Regions from separate parts of the Danio rerio genome. Here region 2 is linked to region 1. Evidence: chromatin contacts called from public Micro-C data. All regions are on one chromosome and are shown on one strand. The core of a region is the stretch at or near the end of the contact, and the rest is flanking DNA. Distances in the headings are between cores, read along the strand shown.

Evidence for each region. A called contact is a pair of places that touch in the nucleus more often than the background predicts.
Region 2: a Micro-C map of caudal fin shows a contact between it and region 1, with 18 times the contacts expected there. The contact joins the promoter of ice1 here to the promoter of dnah5 in region 1. A contact is called at or near these places in 5 of 18 Hi-C or Micro-C datasets (caudal fin, embryo, hematopoietic stem cells and 1 more) and 2 of 4 datasets of contacts at active chromatin or transcription factors (caudal fin and embryo).

Annotation. Positions count from the first base shown.
Region 1 is chr16:9,393,929-9,400,858 of GRCz12tu, forward strand. dnah5 (dynein, axonemal, heavy chain 5) reads left to right here and starts at 1,475. Exons shown (of 78, transcript XM_073925793.1): 1 at 1,475-1,713. The coding sequence starts at 1,621.
Region 2 is chr16:9,773,193-9,780,023 of GRCz12tu, forward strand. ice1 (KIAA0947-like (H. sapiens)) reads left to right here and starts at 1,503. Exons shown (of 22, transcript NM_001034965.3): 1 at 1,503-1,734; 2 at 4,597-4,655; 3 at 4,872-4,906; 4 at 6,034-6,052. The coding sequence starts at 1,645. It overlaps LOC141378168 (a long non-coding RNA gene), which reads left to right. Exons shown (of 3, transcript XR_012392003.1): 3 at 1-1,247.

The sequences.
Region 1 (6,930 bases), core at 225-2,724:
ATAAAGTCATGTGCTTAACAGTTCCAAGTTACAATTGGTTTTCATGCATTATTTTTGTAAAGTCAGCTTGTTGCTTTAAAAAAAATTGGTTTACTCCATAGACTGAAAAATATAATATATTAAATATAATGAGGTTTACTTGCTTTAAGTAACTAATCACTTTTTACTGTGTACTTTGCAAGTTTTGCTAACTTGATAATGTACTGCAAGTTAACCTATTAAAACCAAATTTTGCAAGCCCAGTTAACTTGAAATAAGTAGTTAAAATGTTTAGTTGACAGACTAAAATAATTGAAGTTAAGAAAACTTACCGAATTAAGTCAATACAACCTTAACTGAGTCAATGCATGAAGATGACTTAACTAAGTGAACAAATCATTTTTTATTGGTGTGAAACAAGTGGTACCACCCTAAATGTGTTTCTGACATAGCTCTTCCTTGTCAGTGTTTTCCGTGTTGTCTACGTTCTATGTGTCTGTTCATGTTGTGTCTGAAGGCATGGCTCAGCCTGTGTTTGTGTTCACCATGTGCTCCTACCATGTGCTCCTCTGGGGTCCGTTCTTCGTACCTCGCTTAAATGATCTAAGATAATTTGGCAGATCCTGGATCTTTTAATCTTGATAACTCTCTCGCTAATTTGGTTCTTCAAACAAGTTCGCGAATCAGATTAGAATGTCTGGATAAACTGATCTGAGATCGCTGCGTGCGTTGTGAAGGACAGATCTATCGATCCTCGAAATCATGATCAGCAATGCAACGATTGGCTGACGGCACAGCAGCGTAATGACATCATCTGATTAATATTCAATTATCCATGTGAGCAAAATCATACAATTAGCAGTAAGCCGTTTAAATATGACACGTAATATAATGGATGTATAACTTGCTTTAGGATTGTTTTTCATAATAAACTATTTTTTCACTGCAGTGTTCTGCATTCTTTACAATCCAGTTATTGAATAGTTGTTAGTGGTTTGTCATTCAGAATAAGAAAATTATTAATAAACTATTTAAATGTATTTTTACAGCTTGTTAAATCAAATTTTTTAATTAATTACTGCTTTATTGACTGAACCGTGCTGTTTTGTGACCTAATCTTGTGAGGACTATGCTTTGTAGATCCCTTATGAATGAAAATTATTTTATTTTAAAAACTTTAAGGCAATGAACAGCAGAGTTATTTAGAGCAAAAACAAATAGGCTACATTTCTGATCTGTATGAAAATGAATCTGTATAACTGTATCAATTGAAAATAAATCTTTGTAATATTTGCCTTTTATTTTGAATTAAGTTAGTTTGATAACAATCAGGAAAAGGCCTATTTGTAGTCACATTGAAATGGTCTATCAAAAATCTGTGCATAAATGAGATCGAGTGCTCAGGTCAGACACCGGGTGGGCCGGGACACTTTCCTCCCCCTAAAAACTTTACCCCTGACGTCGGCATCTCCATGGCAACTGCCAACAACAAATTAAACGTGAGAAAGTGTTCTCTGGGCGGCGCGTTCACAGCATGGTCAACAGTAAAATTCTTCCGGATACCGAGAAGATCCCGTGGAAAGTCATAGGTCGGCTTTAAGATTGCATTTTATATACCTATTAAATGTCTGAGGAAAGATAATGGCTTTGAGTTACCGGTCAGTGAAGTCAAACATCAGATCCAGAGGAACCCATCAGCCCTCTGCCCCAGTGGACAACATAAAGGAGATGCAGGTCTGCTTGATTTCAGTTACCACATATCATTTCCTCCATCTACTGTAATCTCACACATATAGGCCTGTACACTATTTAAATGCCATTGTGTGTGTGTGTTTATAATCTCCTCAGTAACAATATCACGTTTACTCTCTCTCGATCTCTCACTCAATAGTTTTGGTTTATTTTATTCTTTATTTGATTTATTTCTAAACACTTTTTTTTAAACACTGTCAATTTGTTAAGGTTTTAAATTATTTTTCTCGAATTAAAATAAACAAATAAAATAAATAATTGCCGATATTAAAATGCCTAATTAGGCCTACATTTTACAAAAACTGGCAGTGTATTTTACTCAAACGGTAATTTAGGTGTTTCCTTTAAAATAGGGGTAATCATAATTTTATTAGTTTTATTGTTATTATTAATAATAATGATATCAAACTGACAAAGACTCGTCGGTTTAAAGGAGGTTTCGAAATTTAGATTTCAAATAAATTACCTATTAACGTTACCAGTTTATACATCAACCAAGAGACGGCCACTGGAACCACAAGATGGCGGCAAAGCTCTGTAGTAATAGAACTCCTGTAAGTTGTAACAGCCATTTGCGGCATGGATTTGTGATTAGGGACGTTTAGTTATTCTGTAATATAGCATATTTTAATTCAGTAGAGATTAAGTCATGATATGAAATGTAGTACGTTCAGAATTAAAACTAAATATTTCCTCAGTCATTTGTAACACGTTACTGATTCACCGAACACGTTTTTACCTCATCCCCTTTCATAGCACATGGGATTCTCGTTTAAGCTTCATGTTTCATTTTAAAGTATCTTTTTAAAAGATTTACTTTTTATATTGTCTTATAACATAGGCTAACCCACTGACGATTCGGTGTGATTCATAAACTGTCGTCAAACTTGGTTTAGTCAAATTTGCTAGTTATTATACAGTGTCTCTTATACTTTTGAACGTTATGTGTAACGTTAGATGAGCTCATGTTCCACTGAGAATATTGTTTGTGACACTGCTGAAGTTTGTGTCATTGAGAAGACTACAATAGAAAAAAAAAACAATAGATGAAAACAAAGGTGGTTACTAACACATTTGTTTACACATTATTATCATACAAACACACACACACAAATCATTGAGTAATATTGAGTTAATGTGTAATAATAAAACACAAACCAAAACATTTTGAAAGGTTATTTTGGGAGGTAAGTAAGTAACATGCTTTATAGGGATATAAAATCCAGTGTAAATATGGAATTACATGTACAAAAACTTTTCTTTTAATACTTTTATGTCATTATTTTGGTGATCAAAAGGGCATAGGTGTGGATGTCAAATATACATCAAGGTTTTGATATCAAATGTTTGATTTTTTATGTGTTTCTGACGTAAAGGCGATTGCTGAGTATGAAACACTTGCTGAATTTTTTTAAGTGTTACAGGACAAATAAATACAGAAATGTTAGCACAATTTGAGTTACCTTGTGTTGCTGTATGGTATTTTCTCAGCATCTATGTTTTGTGGCAGTACAAGTGCAGGTTGTTATATGTGAATTGGTTTTTCAGTCACAGTTGTTGGTTTTGTTGAGTATACTTGCAGTTTATCTATTGACTTAAATTATTTCTAGTGACATTGCGAATGTAACCAGGAATATGAGCTAAGGGGATTCTTGATTTGGTGGCTAGATCATACATTGGGAGAAAAATTATTCAACACATCATGTTCTTTCCTGGGAATAATATTTCCAAAGTACATGTTGACATGGAATTGAACTAGATTTTGGTAAAAAAAAAAGAAAAACTAACAATACAAATATAAATATATATAATCAGGTGATTGGCTGGGTCATTCTACAGCTTAATTTTCTTTCATTTAAGAGTTTCATTAGCTGTGTTTTGGATCGTTGTCTTGCTGAAATTTCCACCCTGGTTTTATCTGCATCGTCCTGCTAATGTAGATGTTGGACTAAAGCAGCTAATATTCATTTACACTGAGGAAGGACGGAGGGTTGCTGAAGATCTACTGAGAGATTTCAGCTGCTGTCTGGGCTTTCTCTGTCTTTTTCTTCATGTATTTAATACTTTTCCCTCTGTCGTGTAATTTTATTACACGCAACTTAATTTGTAATCTAATTAGATTAGTTTTCTTTGCACATATGGATTTCTTTGGTTCTTATCTGTTATCTGGTGTATTTTCTTCATGAAACTGGAAACTTGGGGCTACATGATAATGGAAAAATCGGATATTGCAATATTTAGTTTTTCTGCAATATATATTGTGATAATTTCACCAGATGGTTTATATAACTCTATTTTAAGTTTTTATGGAGAGTTTAACTGTATTCAGGTACACAATAATAATAATAAAAAGTAAAATAACACTGTGGAGACTTTATTGTATAAATAATTAAGTACTATTAATATTTTTTAGACCTCCAATGGTCATATTGTCTTGTGACCAAAAATGTTGAACTTACTGTACATAGTCACAGGCTATAAAAATACATGCAAATGATCAACTTCTTTCTTGATTAGAGTGATTGTGTTTCTAGTCCAAATAAAAATCCATAAACTATGAATCATTTTTCAGACAAGTAAAAAATATTGTTTTGTTTTCAGAATTGTGTGAAAATCAGGCGTGTTTGTCCTTAAAACAAGAAAATAATCTGCTAGTAAAGTACAAAAAAACGTATTTTAGATTAAAATAAGAATACTTAACCCACTGGCAGATAATTTAGCTAGTTTTTACAGAAAATGTCTCTCTATTTTGACTTATTATTTCTGAAAAACAACCAATATTTTTACCTGTCTAGAAATTTAGATGGCGAGGCAGTGGCCCAGTAGTGCTGTCGCCTCTCAGCAAGAAGGTCGCTGGTTCGAACCTCGGCTCAATTGGCGTTTCTGTGTGGAGTTTGCATGTTCTCCCTGCCTTCGCGTGGGTTTCCTCCGGGTGTTCCGGTTTCCCCCACAGTCCAAAGACATGCGGTACAGGTCAATTGGGTAGGCTAAATTGTCCGTAGTGTATGTATGAGGGTGTGTGTGAATGTGTGTGTGGATGTTTCCCAGAGATGGGTTGCAGCTGGAAGGGCATCCGCTGCGTAAAAACTTGCTGGATAAGTTGGCGGTTCATTCCGTTGTGGCGACCCCGGATTAATAAAGGGACTAAACCGACAAGAAAATGAATGAATGAGAAATATAGATTCTTGGTCTAGAAAAAAGACAACAACTTTAAGAAAAGCATTAAGTAAGACTCAACATTATATCTATGCTGAAACATTATATTGTGCAGCCCTAGAATGAACCTAATGTTTACAGTGTGTGCATGTTTACTGCTGTAACCTAAGTGACAGACAGAATGAAAAACCAATGGTTACTGATCAAATTACATATCAAGCTAACTCATTGTTTATTTGATCTTTACTTATTTCAGGAACACCAAAAAAAAACCTGTAAATGATTCATCATCATGGCTAAGAATGGCAAGAATACCAAAAACAGCTCAGTCTGCAGTTTTAACATAGTAGCGCTTTACGTCTGCAAAGCCATAAATTGCCCCAATCAATGAATTCCCCAGCATCATGCCAGATTTATAATGCAACTGTTCTTATGAAGGCATGCAATGAGCGAGTTCTCCCTATTAAACGACAAACCACCTTTGATTCCTTACATGCATCTTTGAAAATATCGATTTTGATGTAAATGTTCTGAATCTGTGTTCTTGTTTGTGCTGATGTGAAGCATTATTGGATTTTGCACTTGAGCACAAGTTTTTTTTTCTGTTAGAGAATGTTTAAGAGTGGAAATTAATGAGGCCAAGGGGCTGACTCAGGACTATCAAGTGGACTCTGTAAACGCTGTGTGTGAGTGTGTGATAGAGCTCATGGGTATGTTCTTGACTTAGAAAGGCAGTTTGCGGATCCACTGCATAATTCAGATGGAGGCTCTTATTACACAAGCCTGTCAGTATGAGAAGATCTTGTAAAAAATAAATTAAAACATAAAAAATCATTCATACACTCTGTGAAATGTTGTCTTCTGCGATCATGAATGAAAGGTGATAAATGAGTTTGCGGGATTGTTTGCAGAAATCTTATGAAGACATACTAAGGAAAATGAAAGGGCTTTTCTATTGTTTTTGAAACTATGCCCTGCTGAAAAATCCAGCTTAAACCAGCCTAGGCTGGTTGGCTGGTTTTAGCTGGTCGACCAGGCTGGTTTTAGAGGGGTTTTGGCCATTTCCAGGCTGGTTTCCAGCCATTTCCAGCCTGGTCCTAGCTGGTCAGGCTGGGAGATGACCAGCTAAAACCAGCTTGACCAGCCTAGCCAAGCTGGGAGTCCAGCCAAAACCAGCTATATCCAGCTTAAACCAGGCTGGTCAAGCTGGTTTTAGCTGGATTTGGCTGGTAATTTTCCAGCCTGACCAGCTAAGACCAGGCTGGAAATGGCTGGAAACCAGCCTGGAAATGCCCAAAACCACTCTAAAACCAGCCTGGTCAACCAGCTAAAACCAGCCAACCAGCCTAGGCTGGTTTAAGCTGGATTTTTCAGCAGGGTGTAGTTAATGGCATTTTTTGCGACATCTCCATCCATAGTTACAAAAAAGCACTTTTTTTGGGGTATACTCTAAGTGCTTTGGTGCTTTAGTTATTTTTTTAATTAAAGTTGCTTTTGTATTCACATTGGGTCATTTTTGAACAATGGCAGCCTTACTATACTGTTTACCATGCTACTCTGAATATTCACTCTGAAATAGCATGTAAGTGTGGCTAAGTAATAAATGTAATTCCTGCACGCCGCTAACTTAACACTAACTATGGCGAATGACATGAACTAGTGGGTTGTTTGTCTGCTGTTGTGACGCGGTGCGCGCGATTTCAGAGGGTGTGGCTTTGAATTACAGTCCCTCCTTGCCTTCCAAAGGTAATATGCTAAGCGGTTAGCATTTTGGCAGATCACCTACTGAACCTTTAAACACAATGTTCAACATTTCATCTGTGGAGTTTCTTTGGTAAAAAACAGTAAACAGAAAAACCAACTTATATTTTAAATATCACATCGAATTTCTGTAGCTTGAACCTGTTCCATCCATTTGCTGTTGTACAAAGTTTCACTTTTATTAGTAGATGGTTAACAAACTATAAACAACTGGTCTGTAAAGTGTGAGTAAATATATTAGTTAAGTGTTAGTTATTAGCCTATGTATGTTATTGGGACGTT
Region 2 (6,831 bases), core at 253-2,752, 380 kb after region 1:
CTTAATGTTACCGTTGTGGAGGAGAGTAGTAGAGCCAATGTTTAAAACAGAGGTGTCCAAACTTGGTCTTGGAAGGCCAGTGTTCTGAAGAGTTTAGATTCAACCTTAATTAAACACACCTGCACCAGCTTATCAAGCTCTTATTAGACATACTAGAAACATCCTGGCAGGTGGTTTGAAGCAAGTTGGAGCTAAACTCAGCAGTACACTGGCCCTCCAGGACAGAGTTTGAACATCCCTGTTTAAGAGGTGCACTCACACTATGCTATCCAAACCATGCCCAGGTGTGATTCCTGGTTTGTTTGACAAGCGTGAGGCTCTGAATAGTGGTGGGCATATCAAGGCTTCATGAAACACTGAAAAGTCGAAGCAAAGGTGTTGACCCAACTGAAAAAAAAACTGCTTAGACCAGATTTGGCTGGTTTTAGAGGAGATTTGACCATTTCCAGCCTGGTCTTAGCTGGTCAGTCTGGGAGATGTGCAGATTGTGCCTCACCTAATTTTACGTTAAGTTTTTTACTTGGCTTGTTGCTGTAATGATTAATCTTTTTAGGCAAAGTTCTTAAGGGTTACAGCAGCCCATAAGAAAATTTATATAAAGAGGTTCAGGGCCATGAGACCAACTAAAGCAAACACTGTTTTCCATGATGGTGACTTTAGTCAACACTGTGGCCCACATATGTTTTAAAATAACTAAGCCACATTTGCCATATTTTCTCTGGGCCACATTAGGCTCACAGCCACAATAGCCAGAGCTTGCTGTGCCTAATATTTATTAAAAGTAACTCACATATGTCTTAAGATAACTGGGCCACATTTGCACCTACACATGTGAGCCACTTGAGGTTTAGACCCAGATTACCCTTAAATGACTAAGTTATGCCTCATTTTTGCCAACTGTGGCCCACATTTGTCCTCCATCATTTGCGCCAAATTGATCATTTTCCACATTGGCCACATTATGCTCACATCCAGATTACATTTTGCCATAAGTGCCAAATCTTTGCTTTTAATGGCCCATATATGAATTTTTCAATCCCTTACAACAATAAATGATAATAAAGAACGGTAATAATAAATGACACACCAATAATTGTAGCTTACTTTACCCATATAAGAACCCACGAATGCACTCGCCTTCTGACATTGCGCTCGCGACATTTGACATTAAAATAACCATGTAGTCTACTGTAGGCTCCTCATAATCACATTGCGTGCATGGAGACGGAGCGTTTCTTATATTCACTACATCCAAACCAGCAGGAGGCGATCGAAATGTTTGTCTGAATTTTTCAGGACGCGTGAGGAACACTGGTCCACCCCATAATATGCCTAGATTCTATTCTACTGTTATATGCAACGTACCACGTTAGATTCTTGCTAAGAAGATAACGCTTTGCTTCATAAATGTCTTAATGTTGCTAAAAATATCACCGCACGACAAATTATAAAGATTTACTAATAAACACCACTTTATAATCCGGCGTCTACATCGGGCGGCTGGGGGCTTTTCTACAGGGGTCCTCATTGAACGTGCTGCGGAACGTTTGTATTAGCAAAGTTCAGATGGGCATGTTTTGGTTGGACGTTTTTATAAATATCAAGCTGCATGTGCGATTGCGCTGGTGATTTTGAGTTTTTACCATGATGCCAGGAGAGAACCAATCCAACGCCAGAGGAATCGCCTCTGAAGCAACTTCTGGCACCTGTCAAAACTGCACTGTTTTAAATCAGGTTTTAATCTAGTTTGTTTTCTAAGTTCACGCTTTGCACTTGTTCTGTTTTCTTATTGTACTTATTTAGTTACTCTACTGATAATTAACATGTGCGAATCAAAGTGTATAATGTTAATGAAGCATCTGTTTGGTTAGCATTAATATATATGGTGATTGAGTGGATCGATGTGTAATGTTTACTATAATATCTATATATTTAATAATAGTCAAATCCAAACAAGATTACCAGTTAAGGAGTAATGATTGATTAATGTTTGTTCTTAATAGGACTGCGTGATGTTGAAGAAAAAACTGTCATTGCAATGTTTTGTTATTCTGCGATATGGATATAGAGATAAAGTTGGTTTTATATTCACATATTTGGACTTTCTCCTTAAAAATATAATATCATACAAGTATTATTTGCAAACTCTTAATAGCGAAATCATATTAGCAGACAACGACTATCAAAGTATAACATTGTTCACAGTCAAATAAACAGTGTTAATGTTACTTTCACGTCACACTTGCAGGTTATTTCAGACCGAATATTCAAAGTTCCATGGTAAACAATATAGGAAGCGTGTCACAAGTTGTCACAGAACGAATGTGTGAATATAAAACCAACTTTACCTCAATATATAATTTCGCCAGACTTGAATAGCAGTACATATTTAAACTGATTGGGATGATTATATATATATATATATATATATATATATATATATATATATATATATATATATATATATATATATATATTAGGGGTGTCACGATTTTGATTTTTAATCGAAATTTATCGAAATTTATGCTCAATTTCGATTATCGAATCAAAAAATAGAATCGTCGATGCTGCCACGCCCCCATGTCACGTCATCTTGGCTTGCCAAGAGGGAAAAAACAGGCTTGTTGAAGTGCTTGTTAAACTGCAGGAGCAGGAGACCCGTCGACAGAACTTAAACCCTCTCCTCTTTCAATAAAGACGCCGGTGTTTAAGCATTTTGGATTTCCAGTGAGTTATGTTGACAACGTTCGTGTTGTCGACAATAAAACACAGTTTTGCAAGCTCTGCTATGTACGTATTACGTACGGTTCGTCCGATAGACAACACCGGCATCGTGATCCTCCGCCCGCCCCCATTGCAAATCCGCTCGTGAAAAGTACACACTCAGGCCCTGTTTACACTGTGTTTGTTTTTAAACGGCATTTTAGAACGACAACGATTTGACATCCACAGTGGCGTGTAGCATTTCTGAGCAGCCCTCCTTCCTCTCTACCTCTAAAAATGGACATCACGTGACCACACAGACACAGACGCACACACAGCCATGCGCTCGAGACAGCAGGTCCAGGCAGTCAGAGAACTGCTTCAATCTTTCACTCACTTGTACTTAGTCATTTAAGCGAACACCTCAGATACTGTTGGCTGGTTCCTGTTGGTTGTGCGTCTTTTTTACCGACGCCATTATAACGACACAGATCACTGCCTATTCACGAGTCCCGCAGAAAAAGTGATTGACAGGTGGTAATTATGTGTGTAACTTGCCTTTATTCATTTACTGTATGATTTGTTTATGGGTAAAACAAAGACCATGCAGGTCAGGTAGTTTAAACGGTAGGCTACAAATAATTAATTGGTCATTAATTAATTTATTATTCATAATCGAGAATCGAATCGTGCCTTTAGAATCAAAAATGTTATCGAATCGAGGATTTGGAGGATCGTGACACCCTTAATATATATATATATATATATATATATATATATATATATATAGAGAGAGCGAGAGAGAGAGAGAGAGAGAGAGTGAGAGAGAGGCAAAGATGCTAATTAAATGCATGATTTGGTTTGGTGGAAACTGGAGAGTTTAACTGTGTTCAGGTACAGAAATGTAATAATCAGATGTAAATGAGCAATTCCATGCAAATGTCAACCTTGTCATGAAACAATTTAAGTTTTCACCAAAATACCGAAACCATTTCTTCATTTTTTTGTTTAAGCAAGTATTATAAAGTACTTTAGAAATGTTCGAAAATGTCTCCGCCAATGCTTTTAAGCAATAATATTTGATTTACCAAAGTCACACGAATGACAGTTTCACATCGGTCACATCCATAACAGAACGGATGTCACATCCATAGCGAAGCTTTTACCTCATAAATGCAAAAATATCAAATAAAATCACTCATATTTGTTCTATAGAGAGTCAGCTCTTATCCTTTTGATTAGCATTATTTTCTTTGGGTTGTGCAGTTAATTCACAGAATTTCTACAAAGCATGTTGTATACTTTGGTCACATGGTATTTTTGGTCACATGCTTATTTTCCTCCATTTAAAGTACAAATACGTTTACAGATTAACAATTTTCTGATCCCTTAACTTTGTGGTTAGTTGTTCTGGAAAATATAAAAAGATTTTTATGTTACCATTTACTTTCTATGTGAATTTATGTTTTGGATTTCTACTGCAAATTTCACATCTATAACGCTGGAATTGCTCAAATAACCAACACTGTCTAGTCTTTATTGTGTACAAATGAAATACAACAAATATTTGCTACTGCTGCAAAGTCAGTCACAATCACAGGTATTAAAACACAAGCAAATGAAAAAAATACTCTATTATGGTTAAATTTTGCTGTAACTTCACAATGTTCAGAACTGTGGTCCTTGGTCAACTATATCCCATCTCAGCACTGCAGATTCTGAGATGTGACTTTCGAAATGATATATTGTGCAGCCATAATATGTCATTCATTTAGGTAGTTGTTGTTACGTGTGTGATGTGTTTAGTTTGATGAATTGTCTTAATCAACAATGCAATCAACAAGGCTGGCTGTTGATTACAAGTTAAGCTAATGCTACATCTATGTTTTGCAGAGCTTAGATGAATATGTGGCTGCGTTGTTGACTCTTAAGCAGAAGATTGTCGACACAGAGTAAGTGGTTAATTTATGGCTATTTGTTTTTTATTTTATGTATCATTTGAAGATGTTAATGTCACAATATAATTTGACAGTCATCTGTGCTATTTTGGTTTTGACCAATTTAATTTTACACATTTAGACAGACCTTTACCTGTTCCATGCTCAGAATTCTGTTTTATTTGTTGACAATTTGAACTTTAACAGTGTTCATCACCTTTTTTATTTCAGCCATATCTTGAGTGAATACAAAGAGAAGTGTGATGATATCCTTTTTAAAGCTATGTAGATGAAAAATGTTCCTCTGTCATGCTGTCTTTTGTTTTACAGATTAATATATTATAGACTGAGCATGTTTTCTAAGCATTGTAGCAACATGTTATCCAAGTTTTTGAAGTTGTTGAATATCAGCATGACCACACTAATGCCGAGTTCAGACTGCATGATTTTAGCCCCGATTTTGACTCGCCGACAGGTTTTGATAAATTGCCGACAACTGCCTGAAATCACAGGTAAATAGGTGCTTGTTTGCGCGAGTAACAATCACACAGTATGAACTATCAAGGATAGATAAACAATTCAATAAATCTAATTTGATACTTTCTGATTTATTCTAACACCCTGTCCTAACTACATGTGATGTGTTGCAGCGTTTTTTTTTGTTTTTTTTTTTTCCAGTTTTTGTCCTAACATCCGGAAGTTTGTATTTTAGAAATGGCTTCTGTTTGTGTGATGTACAACAGCATAACTGACACGATTACATGGACACCAATAATTCGATATTATTGCGATTAAGACACTACTCTGATTAAGAGTTAATCATGTAAACAGCAATTTTTGATTAATCAGATTAAGATCATAACCGAACTAAAGAAAAATCAAATTAAGACATGTGCAGTATGCCGAATTTAGTTGCTTTATTGAAGTGCAGTACAGGCATATAAACACCTTAATTGAATTATTACCATCATGTAGGACTTTTTGCCGCGTTTTGCAACAGGATAGTTTAAACACGCGAGAGCATGCATGAAATGTTCGTGAATGAAAGTGAAAGTGCTAAACTGCAGTTAAAGTTGACAAATTAAAAATGAAACACCCGTAATTGCATAAAACTCCGGAGGAAATGCGGATAGCGCGGTGACGCAATTATATTAATCAAATTATGTGCTATAACATGTAAAATGGCATTGAACATTGAAAAAGCAACTCATGTAAACACCTTAGTCTTATTATCTTAACTAGATTAAAGCAAATAGTTTGATTACTGATGTCCACGTAAACATAGTTTCTGATCACCTCAGGTACTGATAACTGTGCAGAGTTCCTCACAGACAGAAGTATACTGTGAACATTTGCTATGAATCAATTTTTGTTTTTCTTGACAAAAAGTCACAGCTGCAGAAATCACAAAGGTAAGACCTTGTTTTCAATTACATAACACCTTGTTTAATATATATAGTTAGATGACATCAGTGTAAGTAGCTGATGCTTATTAAAGAAAGTTACAACTTCGCCTGTTATCGAAAAGTCTGATTGGCAAACCCTTAAAGAGTTGGTTTCCCCCAAATGAAATAATCTGTCATTGTTTATTGTTTGTTATTCCAGTCCAGTAAAAACTTTGTGCATCTACAGAGCAAAAAGATTTCTTTAATCTTAAGCAAGTCCATATACAGTGCTCCGCATAATCAAATACATCTCTTTTAAAAATTGAATTTTTTTTTTTTATTCATTTTGCAGTAAATAAAGGCAAAACATGTTGGTGCATTTAAGCAAAATGGTTGTCATATTCCCTGTCATATTAATATGAGTGTAAAAATGTGTGGACTGTGATCTTAAGTTTGTTTGATTAGTTTCAGTTTTGGATTTGGTACTGAATAATCTAATGTATATGCACAGACGTATTATTGTAAACATTGTTGAAAGCTTAAACATGCTGATGTGGCATGCAATAATAACCCTGTTCTGAAGACTTGGATTAAATAGTTTTTTCTTAATGTTGAACACTTTAGTGATGTTGAACCTTTTGCAAAGATATTATACTTATGTTGCAAATGAAGTAAATGAAAGCCAAAATGCAGCTGTACAAGGTCATTTACTTTCAGTTCCTACAAATCAGTAGCAATACAATCCACAGTTGTTTGTTGTGCACTGATATTTTAGAAGGTTGAAAATGAGTAGAAAAACTTTATTT